Regions from separate parts of the Mus musculus genome. Here region 2 is linked to region 1. A link is a contact called in public HiChIP or PLAC-seq data. All regions are on one chromosome and are shown on one strand. Each heading gives the region's core, a stretch centred on a gene start, on an enhancer-like site or on the middle of the called end of the contact. The rest is flanking DNA. Distances are from core to core; before and after follow the strand shown.

The links. HiChIP or PLAC-seq counts read pairs in DNA pulled down with a chosen protein or histone mark.
Region 2: a contact with region 1 is called in an HNF4G HiChIP or PLAC-seq map of pancreatic cancer cells. The contact joins the promoter of Akr7a5 here to the promoter of Cda in region 1. A contact is called at or near these places in 2 of 39 promoter capture datasets (hippocampal neurons and liver) and 1 of 115 datasets of contacts at active chromatin or transcription factors (pancreatic cancer cells).

What each region holds. Positions count from the first base shown.
Region 1 is chr4:138,365,682-138,371,274 of GRCm38.p6, reverse strand. Cda (cytidine deaminase) reads left to right here and starts at 3,320. Exons shown (of 4, transcript NM_028176.1): 1 at 3,320-3,485. The coding sequence starts at 3,332.
Region 2 is chr4:139,307,272-139,313,105 of GRCm38.p6, reverse strand. Akr7a5 (aldo-keto reductase family 7, member A5 (aflatoxin aldehyde reductase)) reads right to left here and starts at 2,362. Exons shown (of 7, transcript NM_025337.3): 1 at 2,030-2,362. The coding sequence starts at 2,351. It overlaps Slc66a1 (solute carrier family 66 member 1), which reads left to right and starts at 2,398. Exons shown (of 9, transcript NM_145384.3): 1 at 2,398-2,477; 2 at 5,256-5,377.

The sequences.
Region 1 (5,593 bases), core at 2,071-4,570:
CCAAAAGCTCAGGTTCAGAGCTTTGAAGGAGTCAAAGGCTATCACTCGCCTGGCAGTTACCAGAGTCATAGTGCTGTGGACTCCAGGAGACCAGAGCTGGGCCTGGCAAGGGCTGCGGTTGTCTGAAGAAGCAAGAGTACAGTTCAGGATTGCCGGCTCTGAGGCATTCTCCTCAGAATTCTCCTCAGAATTCTCCTCAGAAGCAGCCAGGTCTTGATTTATGCCAGAAATAATTTATGCCAGGATGAGTCAGTTTGCAACTAGTTTAATTTTGTAAAAGTTTGTTTGGTTGGTTGGTTTTGGACGCAGGGTTTTTCTATGTAGCCCTGGCTATCCTGAACCTCACTCTATAGATCAGGCTGGCCTCGAACTCACAGAGACCTGACTGCCTTTGCCTTCCAAGTGCTGGCATTAAAGGTGTGTGCCATCACCACAGGCTGCTTTTAAGACTGATTTAACTATAGGTTAAGCACTGAAGGGAGGAAGGATTAGAGACAGAAATAGGGAAGAGATGGATAGAGGTTAGGAAGGAAACAGAAGACAGGAGCTAAAGAGACGGCCCAGGTGGCTGCAGAGATTAACCACATGGTGCCTCAGAGCTTAAGAGACCTTGCTGCTCTTCCAGAGGTTCTGAGTTCAGTTCCCAGCATGCACATCAGACACCTCACGACTTCCTGTAATGGCAGCTCCAGGGGATCCAGCGCCCTTCTCTGGCCTCCACTGGTACCTGCACTCACATGCACATGCTTACACATAGGCACACTGCACAAAAACTTATGTTAAAAATAATAAGTGAGCCAGGGATATACAGAGAAACCCTGTCTCAAACCCTCCCTCCCCCCCAAAAAAGTGAGCCGGGTGTGGTGGCACACGCCTTTAATCCCAGCACTTGGGAGGCTGAGGCAGGTGAATTTCTGAGTTTAAGGCAAGCCTGGTCTACAGAGTGAGTTCCAGGACAGCCAGGGCTACACAGAGAAACCCTGTCTCAAAAAACCAATAATAGTAATAGTAATAGTAATAATAATAATAATAATAATAATAATAATAATAATAATAATAAGTGGAGGCTGGAGAGATAGCTCAGTGGTCAAGAACACTGACTGCTCTTCTGGAGGTCCTGAGTTCAAATCCCAGCAACCACATGGTGGCTCACAACCATCTTTAATGAGATCAGATGCCCTCTTCTGGTGTGTCTGAAAACAACTATAGTATATTTACATATAATAAATAAATAAATCTTTAAACAATAATAAACATAAAATATTTTAAAAGGAAAGAATTATAGTACATCCTCAAGAGGGAGTACAAGTTAAGCAATTCAAGGAAAGAGAAACGCAAGATACAAAAGCTCTCTCTCTCTCTCTCTCTCTCTCTCTCTCTCTCTCTCTCTCTGTGTGTGTGTGTGTGTGTGTGTGTGTGTGTGTGTGTGTATGCACATGAGCAAACATGTTGTTTGTGCCATGTGACTCTGGGTGCATACTCACCATGGCATGCACTTGAGGGTCAGTGGGCAGCTCTGGAGAGTCATTTTCTTGTCTCCTGGGGCCCTCACTCAGGTTGTCAAGCCTGCTGGCCAAGCTCTTTACCAGCTGAGCCCTCCTGCCTGTCCCTTTCCTGTCCCTTTATCTTCTCAGGGTGAGGTGAATAGAGGAGACTACACATTGAATTCTATGCCAGGCCTGCTGTACGGATGGAGAACACCACCATCTTTTTCCCAATGGTAATTACACCTGCCCCCTAAACATTTTAGAGAAAGTCCCGCATCAGTTACATCCACAGACCTGTCCTCACACTGAAAGTCCCCACCCAGGAGAATGAGCAACTGGAGGGCCGGGTCCTTGGTGCTGGCTTTGGGGCAGGGGGTTGAGGGGGGCATAAAAGCCTCTTGAGTCTGGAAATGGTGAAAGGGGACACGTAATGGAGGGAGATGTCGGGAGAAAATGAGGCAAAACTTACCCACCAGGCACTGGCACTGCCGGGCATGGGTTTCATCTATGTATGGCTAGGAGCCCAGGGTCCTGGGTACAGGGTTGCTAAACTATTGGGCAGAGGTGTCTGCTTGTGGGGTGGGGTGGGGGTGGGAGTGGGGAGATGCTGCCCCGTTCTCTGCTCTCTCCTGCCTTCTTCCTCCCAGTCCTCAGCACCACACAAGCCCTCAGAGAAGCTGCTGATTCACTCCTGCTTGGTGACCATCCGGCGACACTTGGACATGTCTGGCTGTGCTGGCTGCAATCCGGCCCACTCTCTATGGACTTGGCCAAGTCACTTAAGGACAATAAGCCGGTTTGTTTGAAGTGTTCCCATGTGCCACTTCTATATCCTCTCCCCACAGACTCCCTGGACCATATTATCATCTCAGTCTGGTAACCACAGGAAGGGACTGCCAATTGTGCACCCATTTTGTAGATAAGGAAACTGAGGCTCTGAGAGGTAGCGCAGCTCTTCCTGGGAGAGCTAATAAACAGATACCTGGAACCCAAGCCACAGCCCACTCTAATCCAAAGCTCCCACACGTCTGTTGCTACCCCCACTGTAGACAGCAAACGTGCCGACGTCTGACAAGGAACCCACTAACATTTGTGTGTAAGACAAAGAGAACAGCCAGGGTGTAAATCCATTTCCGGTACCACCAACCCAACAAGGTTCATGAAGAGGAAGGAAGGAAGGAAGCGAGGGAGGAAGGGAGGGAAGAAGAAGGAGGGCCCTGTTTCCCTCCAGCTGGGATGGTTTTAATGGCTAGGTTAGGACAGGAAGGAAATGAAGCCAAGCTACTGAAAACAGAGACGTTTCCTCGGCTTCGCATACCTTCTAACTTGGCACGCTGACATGGTTGCCCAAGTTCTGAACTTTCAGCCTGAACCCTTCTCTCGGTGTAAAAAACAAGCCATTAAATATTCTGAGGAATCAGGATCCTTTGAGCTTTGACCTCAGGTGTCACACAGACCCACCCAGAATCCTCCTCCCTGGGACTGTGTCTACAGCCATCCACTGAGGTGGCACCCGCCCTGTGGCCCACTCTTGATCTATGTTGACAGTGAGTGAAGTTGTTAAAGGAAACTGTCTCACTGGTGGGCACCACATACCGGTCCACCGTGGGACCCCCGCAGCTCAGTCGTAAACTCCATATCCTCCGGGCTCCCGCCCTGGGAGACTCACTGGGCTGCCAAGTCCTGGCCAGCATCCCGCCAGCCTGGGAGCCAGCCTCCAGGTCTCCCTCTAGCGCAGGGACACACCCCGGGGGAGGAGCCACCTCTTCTTGGCCAGTGCGGGCAGACGGCCAGCACCGGTTTCCTCTCCTCTGCAGCGACCAGCTCACCCGCCTCGGACCGACATGGCCCAGGAACGCCCCTCCTGTGCTGTGGAGCCCGAGCACGTCCAGCGGCTGCTGCTGTCCTCTCGTGAGGCCAAGAAGTCAGCCTACTGCCCCTACAGCCGCTTCCCTGTGGGGGCTGCCCTGCTCACCGGGGACGGGAGGATCTTCTCTGGTAAGGGCTGTCGCCGGAGTCCACTCTGGGGCAGCATGAATGGGGCCCAGGTACAGGTGAAGAGGAGAAACAGCGTGGTCCCCTCCTCACTGCTCCTCCCCTGCTCTCACCGAGGCTGTGGGCTCACTCAACTGCTTATCTGCACAGTGCCTCTCTGTTCTTAGAAGTCTGGAGTGGGGAAGGGAATTTGCACGTGAGATTAGAGGGAGAAGCCAAAATGAAAACCGTCCACGACCTGCATGGCAGGAGACTCGGATTACTTACTGAGTGTCCTGTATGCCCAGTATTCACCTCCCATCCGTTAGTTCTTTCTCTGACCTCCTGCCCAATATTAGACCCATTTTAAGATGAAGAAGTTGAGGCCAGAGGCATGTCCTAAGTTACAGGAGGCACTGGTGATGGGACCCAGGGCTGGACCTCCCAAAGCCCCACCTTCCTGCACCCTGGGGTGCTGGGATTGGCTGGGGAGGGATGGCATCAGGCAGACAGAGCGTTGTTTGTTTGTTTGTTTGTTTGTTTTTGGAGGAGAGGATCCAGACACCGTCTGGGAATCCAGCAGTCTTTACTGAGTTAACAGGATCTGCCCTGAGCTCATGTTTATAGACCCTCAAGCAGGCCAGAATGGGCTGCAGCTATGGTGTGGTACTCGCTCACACAAGGGTCTGGGTTTAGGGGAACAAAAGGAGGGGAAAGAGAATAAGGGAAGGAGAGAGTGGTAGAGAAGGAGAAGGGAGGGAAGGAGGAAGAGAGGGAGGAAGAAGGGGAGGAGGGAGGGAAGGAAGGAGGAGGGAGGAGAGGAGGGAGGAAGGGAAGGAAAAGAAAGGAGGGTGGAGGGGGAAGGGAAGAAGGAAGGGAAGGGAGGAGGGAAGGAAGGAGAAAGGAGGAGGAAAGAAGGGAGCTTGGTAAACTTAAGGACATGTTCAGTTGGGACATGGTGTGGACAGGTGACAACTACAGTGCCCATTCGTATGCCTTGTTGACTGAGCCTCTGTGAGCTTCATGAATCACCCAGCTGTGTGACAAAACCTTCCCTGGGGAGATGCAACACAAGTCTACTCACCCCAGAGAGGGAGCCCACAACAGGTCGAAGTACAGATACCTCCAAAGTCCAACTTGGTGAACCAACTGGACTTACCTACAGGAATATGGGTGAGGGGTCACTTACAGGAGCAGAAAGGACTCAAAAAACCCAGCTGTATCACCAAGGCCCACCCCAGCATGGGTACCAGCTTCCAACGCTGGGAAACTGGAGTTGACTGCACAGCCTGCAGGCAGCTCACAGGTTAGATGGAGAGCATCCTTTCCAGGTGGCTTGGTTGCTGTAGCCCTCTTTCAGGCAGCTCAGCGTCTTTCCTCTGAGAGGGACCCTGAGCTTTTACTGTCTACTCTGGAAGGGGGGCAGGGGTCCAGTGATTCTGGTCAGTTTCAGGGACTTCCTGAAGCTATTTTGAGTTCTCTCGAGATGGGGTTTGTGGAGTATGTGAGCAAGGGGCTTGGGCCAGGACTGTGGAAATAGGAAGAAGAGGAAAGAGATGGGATGACCTGTCAGTCAGTAAAGTGCTGATCTCCAGAGCCGGTAAACATAGGCACAACACACGCTTGTCATCCCAGTGCTGGGTGGATGGAGACAGATGGATCCTTGAGGCTCACTGGCCACAGAGCCTAGCCTGATTGGCAAGCTCCAAGCCAGTGAGAGACTGTCTCAAAGAACAAGGTGGATGGATGGTATCTGAGGAATGATACCTGAAGCTGACCCAGTCTGGCTTCTGTACACATGTGGCAGAGAGAGAGCGAGAGAGAGAGACAGACAGAGAGACAGAGAGACAAACACACACACAGAGATACACACAGACAGGCACACAGAGAGACAAACATACACATGCACAGACAGACAGACAGATACAGACAGACACACACAGATACACAAGCACACAGAGAGAGAGAGAGACAAACACACACACACATGAGGAGGAGGAAGAGGAGGGGGAGGTGGTGTGAAGCTGTGAGAGACAACCAATAGGATGAAAGGAGGGACCAAGAGCACAGTCAGAAGGTTCAGTAGAATGAGGAGCCCTCTGTAACCTATGTGGGTCTCTCGTAATCTCACA
Region 2 (5,834 bases), core at 1,113-3,612, 940 kb before region 1:
GCAGGGTGGGCAATATGGGACTTGAGACATGATTGTGCAGAATCAAACATCCTTTAGACCTTGGACTTGATGTTCCTAGGTATTGTCAGGATGCTGTGGGCCCATTAATTGGCTCCTTCTCACCACAGAATGTACATAGGGGCTGGAGAGATGGTTCAGCAGTTCAGAGCACTGACTGCTCGCTCTTCCAGAGGTCCTGAGTTCAATTCCCAGCAACTACATGGTGGCTCACAATCATCTATAATGAGATCTGGCGCCCTCTCCTGGCATGTGGGTGTACACGCAGAAGAGCACTCATACATTAAATAAGAAATAAAGACTGGAGATGGAACTCAAAGGGCCAGGCCTGAAAGCATGGAGATCCTTAAAGACTAAGAATTTAGGCAAGAGGGGCTGGGGAGATGGCTCAGTGGTTTAGAGAACTTACTGTTCTCACGAAGTATTCAGAGGTTCTCAGAACCACACATGTTGGTTTACAATCATGTATAAATACAGTCCCAGGGTATCCAGTACCCTCTGTGGGCTCACACATACATGCAGGTAAAAAAAAAAAAAGTTAGGGAAGAGACACGGGGGCCTGAATGTGTTCCTTGAAAGCCATCAATCTTAACACAAATCCCTTTCAGACCCTCAGAAGCCTGTAATGCAAGCGTACTGTAGCTGCTCCTCAGTGCTCTGCACTGTTTCTTCCCAGATATGGAACCAACTACCTGGACTGATGGACGACGGCGGAAGGATGGATGGATTCTGGCAAGAACAAGGGGAGCCCTCTGATCCCACAGGATAAAGGCTAGAAGACCACAGCATCTCCTTACTACAACACCCGCCCCAGCCCCAAGGCATTCTTTCTGTAACCTTTTGCCTGAGGACTTTGGCCCATTGAGTCTTCAGAAGCAGAAATGGGCTAAAGAAGGGGGGGTTGGGGGAGAAAACTGAAATGTTCATTATCAGTAATGTATGTCATCCAGGTGAACTCTACAGCATTCGGCTTGAGAGATCCACTCACTTAAGTGAGCTTTACCCCATGTGAGTCTATGGAGCCCACTGTACAGGAACCGGGAGGAAGAACCTCAGAACAGGTAAAAGTGAGGCCTCTTTACGTATCAGGCACCCTCCTGAGACTCCAATAGCTTCAAGCAAATGAAGGGCGGTTCCCCTCCCCTTCCAACGCGGGACACGCGTCACTGATCACACACGTACTTTGCAACTCTCAAACTCCATATTCCAATAGCTAGGATTGCAGTCTCCGGTGCACCCTACTTACACTGTAGGGCCCATCCCCAGTTCTCTATGGGCTCTGCCTACTGCTCTTCCCGACAAGCTACTCTTTCCTGCACTCCTCAGCAATCGCGGCTACAGTCTTCCTCGTTGGACCTTTAACTCTCCGTGGAGAAATCACTTCTCCCACGGTAGCCTACAGAGCTACAGAGTTTGCCATTGTAAGACCTGGCACAGAGAATGGGCACAAAGGCCGAAATGCCCTCTCCCGACGCCACCTTTCCGCCCCTGCCCCCAGCTGGGCCCTAGGCATTGTTGCCACAGGTCTCCTTGAGATCCACAGGTGCTGTCGACTGCACGGGACAAAGTCTAGTCCGGACAAAAGACCGGAATGATAAGCATTCTCCAGGAGCGCAGAGGTGGTGAGGGCAAGAGGGGTAGGCACGAACAAAAAGCCTGGTGGGGATGGGGGGCGTGTCGGGGGTGGGGGGGCGGCTATGGACAACGGTTGGCCGGGAGGCAGGGATTGCGGTAGGAAGCAAAGCGCCCAGAGTAGGCTAAACATTAGCGTAGGAAGCTTCCTCGCACCCGCCTCGGTAGCTGCAACTAGAAGTTTCTAAGGAGAGGCGGGACAAAGTTCAGTTCACTAGTTCAGGACTCCAGTTGCCTTGGGAGCTTGGGGTAGACCCAGCTGTGGATCCGGAGCTTCCGAAGCTCCTGGATGCAGATCCTGGCTGGTGCACGCCGGTTGCGGGCACCGGCTCAGCTCTACTCGGTGCGGGGGGCGGGGGAGGCCGGGTGCAGCGGTTACCTGTGCAGTCGCCGCTGCCCAGCCCGAGCCCCAGGCCGCCCAGGATGTTCTCGGACTGGCCGTCGCAGTACATGAAGGCCGTGTCCAGCTCGCTGTGGCCGCGCTCCAGGAAGGCGCGGACCGAAGCGGCGCTAGCACTCGCATCCATGCGACGCCCCATCTCCATGGTGCCCAGCACCGTAGCGGGCCGGAGAGGGGCGCCAGAGGCGGCGCGGGGTGGCGGAGGCCGGGACATGGCGAGAGGACGCCCGACCGAAGTCCCGGAGCGCTGCGCGGAGCGAACAGCAGCGCGGCCCACGGCTCTGGACGCTGCACGCAGCATGGAGACTGCGCCTGCGCACTCGAAGCTTCAGGCTCCGCCCACGGCGGGGGGCGGGACTTCGCGGAGGTCAGCTGATCCCGGCGGGCTCGGATCCTGAAGCTGACACCGGCTGTGGATCTTGAACTGGTGAGGATGAAGGGGGCTGGCGGCTGTCCCGGGCTGGGGGGTCGGGACTCCAGACGCGCCCAGCTAAGTCTTTTCTACACCCTCCTCCAGCTCTGCACGGTCCCCGGCGCTGGTCCCCTCCTGGGGAGCGGGATCGTGGGTCTCTGCCCAACCTGGCCAGGGATCCGGGACGGCCCCACTTCTTACCTGCAGGTCCTTGCCTTCCGGCCTCTCGGCTTCCCTGGACTGGGCGGCCTTGTTTTCCCTGCTCTGGGTGGGGGCCTCGCGGCGCTTGCCCCAGCCGCTGCCCTATCATTATCCCTCCGAACCCGCAGAGTCACCGGAAGGAGTTAGAGCCTTGGTTTGGAGGCCAGGAATGGGTAGGATCCCGGAGCCATTGCGCTCCCCTGACACATTCTCCGTAGCTCTGCAGGTAGGGAACCCAGAATGTCCCATTCCTCGCCAAGCTCACCGCAGGATTCCACAGAGGGCTGGTTAGAAATGTGAGGTAAAGGCAGGCGGATATCTGAGTTCGAGGCTACCCTGGTCTACAGAGCTAATTTCAAGGCAGCCAGGGGCTACACAGAGAAACCCTGTCTCAAACTGCTCCCGTTCCCACCTGCCCAAAAAAGAAAGAAAGAAGTGTGTAGTTTCAGGTTCACTTCGTGTGTACTCCATGCTACAATGTGGTCCAGGGGGCTACAGCAAGAACAGAATATTACTGTTGACTGTGCCAGATAGGCTTTGGTGGGAAGCACCTTCCTGGCTTTGCTTGGAATTGGGGAAGAGCTGGATGTGGCAGGAGATACTGTCTCCTGGCCAGCCTTTACGGACATGAGCCGCGAAAGCCAATCCCCTAGTGGGGAATGTATGTAGCTCAGTGGTAGAGCACTTGACTAGCGTGGGATATGGAGGTTTGGCCTGGGTTTTATTGTAGTCTGCATGCAGTTTAGGAGGTAAGTAAGTGCCTTTTAGGATTTCCTTCATTGTATACATCAGAATGCTGAAACTCCAACACTTGCCCAGAGCGACATCTCAGCCCTGGGCCCGCTCAATTTACAAGTTTCCTTGCATACGCTTCCCGCTCCCGCCTCCCCTCTTTTTTCTTGTTCTGTTTCTTTCCTCCTTTTTTTTTTTTCTCTTCATCATGCTTCCTTCCCTCTCCCTCTCCCTCTCCTTTACATTTTCCGAGCCTTTTGTTGTACAGCTGGTGCATCCAGACCCACGAGACTGGGAAGGATACAGACAGGGGAGAGGGGAGAGAGACTTGCTTGAAGAACACTGGTTAACAGGGACAGTGTTGCCTCTTCTCCAGGATTGTGTTCCAGGGGACTGGAGGCGGTGGCGGCAATGTCCCTTGGATAGGCAAGTTAGAAATGGGTCAGGGTATCTCTACTAGGCATTTGTGATAGAGAAGGATTCCCTAGAGGAAGAGAGAGGCTGTGCAGGTGCCTGGGACTCTGAGGACCTGGGGCAGGAGATGAGGTTAGGAGGGTCATTCTTGGGGTCCTTAGGACCTTGCCTCTGTGATTTTGAACTTGATCCAGTATCAGAATGGAACCTGCATCTGCTTTGGTGGGGAGCACCTGCCTGGCTTTCCTTGGAGTTGGAGGGGAAATGGGCGTTGTAGGAGATTGTCTCCCCGACCAGCCTTTAAGGACATGCACCATGAGAGTCAGAATCCTTCATACTAGTGGGGGATACAACTCAGCATTAGACCATTTAACTAGCATCTATGAGGTCCTAGACCCAAGCTTTGGTATCAGGAGTCTTTGCAGAGACTGGGAGAGCTGCATGAACCCAGGGTCCCCGTTCATCTGGTTCCACTGGTGTGGAGAGGCTCCACAGTGGTCAAGATACTGGGGTCTCATCTTTAAGCCATCACTCTCACTGGGTCAGATGGGAGGCTCATAGCTTTATGTTTGGCTCAGAAGGATGTTAATTAGCCCCAGTTCATAGACAGGGTCAGCCAGGCTGACTCGCTTGCCTGAAGCCACTCAACCCTACCTGTAAAATGGGAACAGTGTTTCCCTACCCAGCCTGGGTATTAGATGTTATGAGGAATGACAGTGTATGCATGTGTGATGAATTGGACCACTCCAGATCTACCAGAAGAGGTGTTGGGAGGCCAATAGGATGTGTGTGGCTGATAAACAAGACTTCTTAGGGTGCAGATCTTACCTAGACTGTATGAATTGGGGTGCCAGGTAATTGCTCCCCAAATTGGCTGTGCAGATGTCATCCACACCAGCCACTAAGACCAGGGAAGAACCTTCCAGCTATCCTATGTCCCACCCTAGAGCTGCCACAATGAGCTGACCAGGCAGTGACCAGAGGCACCCTTACCCCAGCTCGAGGAGCTGGTCACATTAGGGCTGAGAGTCTGGGCTTTCTGAGAAAAGATGCTGACTTGCTTCTTCTTCCTGCCCTGCTCACTGCAAGCTCAGCAGTCCTGGGGCCAGCCAGAGCTCTGTGAGGAGTCCAGGCCTCCCTGGCATAGTGGGAACTAAGGTACGGATGGGAGTGAGTCTGTCTGGATGAGGAAACGCCCTCTTAGCTCAGTGACAAAAGGGGAAGCCTGGGCCATGGCAGCCTCCGTGAAGCCTCTCCCATGGGGTTTGCCTCTCTTGCTTTCTGACTGGGTGGCCCTGGCAGATGACTTCCCTGTTGTGGTCTCAGGTTCCTCCAGAATATGTCAGGAAGGTCCATGAGAGGCAGGCGGAGGACACCATGTGCGAATACTGGCCAGGTCTGGAGAAGATGGCTCCAGCTAAACCTTGCTCTCCCTACTCTCTCTAGGTTGTCATGCACGCAGAGTGACCACATAGGAACTCTGTGCAGGTGGCAAGGACTGAGAGGGTGTCTTTCTTCCTGCTCCTTCAACCAGCCATACTCTGGCTTGGGCTGTGGCTTCCTTGTAGGTAAGTATTCTGTATGCCTTTCAAGCTTTGGAAGGAACATGGGCTCCAGCATCTTATCCAGGTACTGGGCAACCCTAGGAACTGCCACCACCTTTTTGTTTTTAACTAATTTTTTTGGGAGGGGTGTTTATTTTTAAAGATTTATTTATTTATTAAAGATTTATTTATTATATATAATAAGCACACTGTAGCTATCTTCAGACAGACCAGAAGAGGGCATCAGATCTCATTACAGATGGTTGTGAGCCACCATGTAGTTGCTGGGATTTGAACTCAGGACCTTCAGAAGAGCAGTCAGTGCTCTTAACCGCTGAGCTACCTCTCCAGCCTAGGAACTGCCTTCTTACCCTACATGAAAGATGCACGTGTTAGCCTTCCCTCCAGTGAGTCCTGGCCTCAGACTGTGTCAGAGTAGAGTCATGAAAAGGAGTGACAGCCTGGCCCGATGGTGTGGATC